Linked DNA regions of Gasterosteus aculeatus: region 1 is linked to region 2. The links are chromatin contacts, called in public Hi-C maps. All regions are on one chromosome and are shown on one strand. Each heading gives the region's core, a stretch centred on a gene start, on an enhancer-like site or on the middle of the called end of the contact. The rest is flanking DNA. Distances are from core to core; before and after follow the strand shown.

Region 1 (3,792 bases), core at 53-2,552, 63 kb before region 2:
GCCCGAAGCTGCTGCATTGAATAAGGAGTAAAGCTGTCAGGCCTGCAAGGAATGTTGAAGAGATGGTTGATTGTGTGTGTGTGTGTGTCTGTGTGTGTGCGAAGGTAGAGGACAAGAAAAACACCCACAAGAAATGTAACAATGAGCCTGCAGTGAACAGTACGTACAGTCCTGTGTGTGTGTGTGTGTGTGTGTGTGTGTGTGTGTGTGTGTGTGTGTGTGTGTGAGTGTGTGTGTGTGTGTGTGTGTGTGTGTGTGTGTATGTGTGTGTGTGTGTGTGTGTGTGTGTGTGTGTGTGTGTGTGTGTGTGTGTGTGTGCGTGCATGTGAAATGGAGAGACCGTATCCTTACAGCCGGTGAGGATGCATGAGTGCCTCCGTGAGTGCTGTCGTGCATTTCGCCGTTGTAGGGCATGTGTTCGTGCTGCCGCGGCTGCAGCTGCTTGATTGCATTCGACACGTTTTAGCGCGTGTGAGCACGTTGGAGAGTTTCTGGAATCGCGAAGATCGAGTGTCCTCGCAAGTCCGGGAAAGTGACGGCGCTGCTGTGGAGGGAGGACGTTTAGGGTGAAGGATGGAGAGAGGATCCTGGGTATGTTTGACTTAGTGTGGCTATATTCTTCTCTATGAAATGTCTACAAATACTAGGGGGGATGTCCTTAAATATATTTAAAATCAATGAATAAGTAAAGACTATATTATGCATAACTATTTATGCTTATGAGTATCATGTTTCATGATCAAAAACTTCTGAATTGTCACTAAACAGACCGTGTAGTAATTATAAGAATTTAGAGTAGTAGCAGTAATTTATTTTGTTCCTTAAAAAATGTCCACATAATAAAGGACAATACGGCATCCGATCAAAGGTAAAGAAACAACAACATGTGTGATTGAAAAGCTGCAGGCTTAAACTGATTATAGCTGCTGTTTTTATTGGCATATCCTGCTCAGCAACTACAACAAAACTGTCATTTCCCCTGGCGACCGCTGTGATTCATCTCGTGACCACCTGAGAGGACCCCGCCCCCTAGGTTGGGAGAAGACACGTCAGACATAATCGTAGACGACGGTGGCGCCGGGTTTGATCAAAAATCCTGGAGGGGGAGAGGCACAAAAAAAAAAAAAAGACAAATATATATATATATGAAAAAAAGTCTAAACCGTAAATCCTGTTGTTGTAATCCCCTGAGCCGCGATGGGGCTGAAGAGGCGGATTAGCCGTCCGGCTGCCGCTGCACTTCCAGGTGAATGTGCAGAGATGGCGCCGGGCTCCGGATCGACCCACATCCCAACAAGCTTCTGCACGGTTTATTCTCTCTTCCCCTGTTACACACGACGGAGGCTGGGAGGTGAAATTAGGCCGGCGCTCCGTTACGTCATCTGGGTTTCGTCAAAGGGAGCTCGTTTGGTCCGCCGACGTCAGCGTTTTGGTTGTTTTTTTTACACCTGAGAGCTTCTTTTTTTTTTTTGCCTCCTTTCCTTCGCTGCCGTGAATTGAGGGCAGGAGCTAAGCTTTTTGTTTTAGTGTCGGTCGCGCCACGTGACCGACGGGCTTTTCCAGGCCCGAGGTGAGTCCGGGTGACCGCTGTCTGTGTGATTTATCCACCAGGGGTTCTTCTCCCTGAACATGCGGCGGGGAGGCGGTGGTGTGCGAGCTCACACTTAAGCACTTACTTCTGCCCCTCTGCACGGCGGGAAACGTGCAAATTAAAGACCGAAGATGAAGATTTTATGAGAAAACGGACGCGGCGCCACAGGATGCAGATACGGAGAGGACAAACATCTCCAGGCTTTTCACCAATACGCTGCCTCATCAACCTGTAGCAGCAGAAACAAACGTGACCCACAGAACACTTTGTTTATTAATGTCAGATTGAAACCAACCTTCAGTGGGACACCTTCTAGATTTGAATTAAAAACCACTTTGACGTCATCGACGCGGAGCCGAACTATCTATGTGCATGAAATGTAGAGAGTAATAAAAGTAACATTTGGCGCAGTTTAAGATTTTACAATGTTTGACTTTGTGTCTTCCTCATTGGACTGTGGTTCAATCCATGATAGAAACGGTCAGGCATGTAAAGAAAAACTGAATTCAACCCCAACAGCGTTCTTAACAAATAAACTCGCCGTGCAACCTCAACTCTTCCCGACCTTGAGAGCAACAGGTGTTTTCCTCTCGAAAGAGGACTTCTGAGGAAACACAGGCGAATATTTGAGCTATTTAAATTTTGCCGAGAGGTTTGTATAATGTGCTCCAAATGTAGGGATTATTCAAAAGCCTAAAACAGTTTTGAATTCAGCACCTCTGGACTTTTATTCAACAATGAATAAACCTAAATGCCCCCCCTCCCTCAATAAGAAGGAGAGAGGGAGAGACTCTTAATTAAGCTCTCTGGCCCGTCCTAATGTGACTCTAATGTGATCCACGGACCTCCATTACGGCTCTCAGGGGGCCATCAGTCAGGTTCACCCCCCACCAACGGAGGATTTACTGTCCAGTGAAACAAACGTTTGCATTTTTAGTCTTATTGGCAGAATTTCCATTCAGGAGAGACCGTGTCCCCTCACCACATTGAGCGTTCCCCACACATAACATGCTTTGTATGTTGTGAGAGCTTGATGTGACTTAAATCCATTTCGGGGGACGTGGAGACGGAATAAGAGACCAAAACGGATCTTTGGTGTTTTTTTTATCGTCGTTCCTTCCTGTTGTATCTCCTGCTGCTCCCGTAGGAAATAGCAGAACCGGGACGCCTTCCGTTGACCTTAATGGGATGGAGAAATAGTCATGCATCGTTATGGGGGGGGGGGCTGATATGATGGTAGAGGAACCACTGCAGGAAACCTTAATTTATGTAATAATGACAAATTTGCATCCGTTTAATGCGTGGAGGCTTTGTGATGAGAGGTTTTCTGGGGTTTCTGCCCCGATGCCTCATCGATCAGTGACACCGGGGGAGAAGCAGGGAGAAGGTCGGAGGGGGGTTATAATTAGGAAGGACGGATGGAATGGACGAATACCCGCAACCTTGTGAGAGGGAGGGGGAGCCACGCTCCCTGGCGGAGTGACACCTCCCCCTGCTGGGGGGGAGAGAAGACTGCAGGGGAGCGATGAGATCAATCGCGGCACTCATCCCTGAAGGACGGGCCGCCTGGCAGCAGCTCGCTTGTTCAACACAGACGAGCTCTCCAGGCCGGAGAGGACAGACAGAGAACCCCCCCCCCGCCCCCTCCTCCACCTCTCTCTCTCCCCCCTTTTTAGGAATCAAAGGGGAACATGGCCGCCTTTCGCCTCCACTTCAGTCAGCGGCCGACTGGCGCCCACGGCGCCGGATGCAGAGTCTGCATTTTGTCGAGCAAGAAAGGTTTCATTTGAATAAATTATCGGGGGGGAATTCTCTGCGGTGCGACGCGTCTGTCGGATGCATCAGAAATCCCAACCGGGGTCCCAGTGTTATTCAGCCCGTGGGGGGCCGGGGGGGCCGGGGGGGGGGACCTCTTCTCCTTCACCCCGACCACTCAGGGGAAACAAACACAGGGACGCACATCTTTCTTTTTGGGAGGAGTGGCCTCGAGGGACCTCCCACAGGAATGACGGCGGCCTATTAGGCCGACCGATCTGATGATTGATCGGCTGTAAGCTGTGATTTGGCGTTTTTCCGGCGGGGGCAACTGACAGTACGCTCCAAACGTCTTGATCTCGCACGCTGTTCGGCAGCTTTGAGAAGGAAGCAGAAAAGAGAGCAAGGTGATTAGGAGGCGATCAGCGATCTCTCCCCGGCTGAGC
Region 2 (3,422 bases), core at 574-3,073:
TACAATTTAGTAGTGCCGGGATGCTTTAAGACAGAGCTACAAACTTCATGGTTCTACGTAGATGGTTCTATATCTACCTCTCTGAAAATGGGGCAAAAGACATTGGCGCTTTTTTTAAAATATGGAATTTGTGGGCCATCCTAATGAAAGGAGACAATCCCGTCCAGAGGTAAATAGACCGGAGGGAGGTCACTGCCACTTGGATGGTTCTTCCGGCTTCATTCTGTCCAATTGATACCAACCGAGTGCTCGGTCTACAGAGCATGGAGAGGTTTTTTATTTTATTTGCACAATTAAATAATAATGGACTCCCCTTGAATTCACAGTGCTGGAATAAGCAGGAAGCACACTGACCTCATTTTAAGCCTCTACCTGAATTTCTCTTTTCTTTGTCTCTCGCTCATCTGGTCTCCTACTGTGAAAACACTCAGGCAGAAAACTCCTCCCTACTGACCAACTGCCCCTCGCATCGCCCCGTTACCGCAGCAACAGGAGGGAGCAGGGATAGCGTGTGTGTGTGTGTGTGCGCGCTCAGTAGAGAGAAAGCGGATCGCTACGTGAGACGTTCATTTGACCTTGAGGGATGGAAACACAAAGAGAAGGGATGTACGTATCAAAACGCCAAATGTAGACTTTTTAACTCCGTTATTGAATTGAAATAGCAAAAAACACTCTACACCTCAAACTATAAAGCTTTACAAATTGTTTACCTGCCTACACGTCTTTTCAAAATGTCTGTTCTCTGGGGAAAAAAACTTGTTAGCTGGAATAAGTTCCGTTTGATTTTCTACTGCCTTTCTGAGTTGTGTTAAATGTTTTAATTGATCCACATTTTCCTCTTAAAATCCCCCCGCACATTAAGATCTGATGTTAATGTCACTGTCAAACATTCAACGCGAGCTGAAAATATCTATAGAACAATATGAGCGAGCTAAAGATTGTGTGTTGCCTTCTCAGTGAGCACACTCGTAAACAAAGAAGCGACACAGTTAACCTTCTTTTTATTAAGACATGTTTTTGGGGCTTGTTGGCGTCTTTGTGTCTCATTAACGTTACAAACGTTCAGAGGAAACATTCTTCAAGGTGATGTGCAAAAAAACAGCGTATGAAAGGACAACCGGTACATTCTTGTCGACTGTTGGCTTCCCATTTTTTTCATATATAACTACATTTTTTTTTCAAACACAAAAATAACGGCAAGCTCAATCTATTGCATTGATTTTTAGAAAGAAAAAACTACAGGTAAAAGATTTTTTAACATTTTAAGTTGAGACATCTATGTCCCTTGTTTCAATATATTTAAATAATTTTAATTCAATACTGAAATCTAGTCATCTATGCAATTGAAACTTTTTATATTTATTAACAAATCATTTTAACGAATGTGCTAATCCATGCTAATCCCAAACTATTACTTTAATTTAAAGAAATGGCCAAACTGTCCATTTGTTCAAAATTCCATTCTAACCTTTCACCGAGTAAATCCGTTTATTGAAGAGATATAGTTTGTGGAAGCGTTATATGTTTACATCGATAATCCATGTCCAGTTCCGTGAAGCGAACACGAGTCCTTAGCTGGTTAGCTTAGCATGTGGAAACACAGAAACATCTGACCTGGCTCCGTAAAACAAAAGCCCTCTCACGCTGTGCTCTACAAATGATCCAGTCAAGGCCGTCTGGGTAATAAAGAGCATTTAAATCCCCGCCAAAAAAATCCTCACTGGGTTTGGGAGCGGCAACATTTCACACACATTCCCTCCGACACCTCGGCCCTGTGTGAGGTCCTCGGTGGTCTAACTGGTCCCAGAGCAGCTTGATCCACACACACAGTGGAGACACCCGCTTACTCACCAGAAAAGCAACATTCAGCCTCCACTTTCCAGCAGCGTGCAACAGTGAGCGGTCGAAACACTCTTCAGGACATAATAACGTCTCTTCTTTGTTTTGATGTTGATTTGATGGTATATTTTCATGTGTAATTAAGTGCTTTTTGCGACCTGAAAAGAACAGCCTCTAAGGTTGAAATGAAAGGGTATTGCTTTTAAACCGCAGCGAGGCCGGATTTTCTTTTTTCCACTTAGGTGCCGAATACCCGGACGCCTCCAGGTGCGAGAAAAAGTCTTCATGTTTGATCAACGCAGAGAGTTTTTAGTCCCAGATAGAAGAGGCCGATGAGGTGAGAAAGTTCCCAGAGGATGAAAGACTTGACAAAGCACCACTGACCGGCGGTGTCCGTCCCACATGTTGGTACCAACGGTCAAGTCCTGAACTTTCAATGTCTCGTCCATAAAGAGCCCTGATCGTACCGGAGAGTCTCGATGATTGCGAGGTAGACCTTACGCCATTCACATTAATGGGTTAGCAACTGGCCGTGGTCATGGTGACAACAACAGTGCAGCTCGCCAGGAGGAGGGAAAACGCAGTTCTTGAGACAGATTGCTGGGTAGTTAGCTTGGTAGCTAGCTAGCTAGGCTAACGTCAGCTGGCGGGCGATGAGGCAGGGGAACATTGGAAGCGACACACCTGCGCCGTAGCAGCGTTTATGCATGGTGGAGTTAGCCAGCCAGCTAACTAAGTAGTGGCCCTTCTCTTAGCTTGCTGATCCCATGATGCTTTAATGCTACGCCGCTTACAGAAATACAATGATCAGAAGGTTTGTAAAACCCAACAACAAATTACAGTATGACTTCACAAAAAAGAACCAAAAGGAGTCGTGATAAGCCCTCTCTCTCCGACTACCTCTGCAAAGTCTCTCGAGTTCCCTGAAGGCATCACTGATAACTGTATGGCATCGTTTATTTCACTTTGTCTCTCTCCTCTGCCTATCTCTCCTCCTCTTCACCTCCAGCTACCTCCAAGTATTTGTCCTTTTTGCTTAATGCGGTACCTTGTATTTGTTTTCTCTTCCTCTCTTTGTCGAGGTGAAGATTTTATTTCTAATAACATACTCCCGTCACAAAAGCTGAACAACGAGGCCCAGATCCCTCCGGCCGTCTCAGCAGTGAAACTTGAAGATGATCATGACGATCCTCTTGTACTCCTTCCGGAAGTTGTGGTTCAGGACGCCGTAGACCACGGCGTTGAGGCAGCTGTTGAAGTACGCCATGAAGTAGCTGGCCGTGAATAGCCACTCCGGTATCGCCCGGCTCAGCCTGGAGTCCAGCGCCACCGCCAGGCCGATGAGGTTCAGCGGCGCCCAGCAGACGGCGAAGAGCACGAACACCACAAACATGGTGAGGAAGTTGCGGATGTCGTGCGGCTTGATCTTCGGCCGCGAGTCGGGCTTGACCCGCCTCCTCACCTGGATGACGAGGATCCAGATGCGCAGGTAGCAGTAGCTGACGATGGCGATGGGCAGGATGAAGTGCACCACCACCACCGTGATGGTGTACAGCGAGCTGACCGACTGGGCGAAGGTGCAG

What was found. Hi-C and Micro-C count contacts between places; a contact is called where the count stands out from the background.
Region 1: a Hi-C map of skeletal muscle shows a contact between it and region 2, with 1.9 times the contacts expected there. The contact joins two enhancer-like sites. A contact is called at or near these places in 2 of 6 Hi-C or Micro-C datasets (liver and skeletal muscle).

Annotation. Positions count from the first base shown.
Region 1 is chr4:4,544,746-4,548,537 of fGasAcu3.hap1.1, reverse strand. The region is part of intron 8 of glra1 (glycine receptor, alpha 1); the gene reads left to right. Among protein-coding and RNA genes, the nearest start is that of g3bp1, 19 kb to the right of the region's middle. Within about 2 kb of position 1,302, at least 1 of the 9 cell types and tissues checked has open chromatin away from gene starts, as enhancers often do.
Region 2 is chr4:4,482,707-4,486,128 of fGasAcu3.hap1.1, reverse strand. It overlaps mtnr1al (melatonin receptor type 1A like), which reads right to left. Exons shown (of 2, transcript XM_040175323.2): 2 at 985-3,422. The coding sequence ends at 2,996. Among protein-coding and RNA genes, the nearest start is that of mtnr1al, 10 kb to the right of the region's middle. Within about 2 kb of position 1,823, at least 1 of the 9 cell types and tissues checked has open chromatin away from gene starts, as enhancers often do.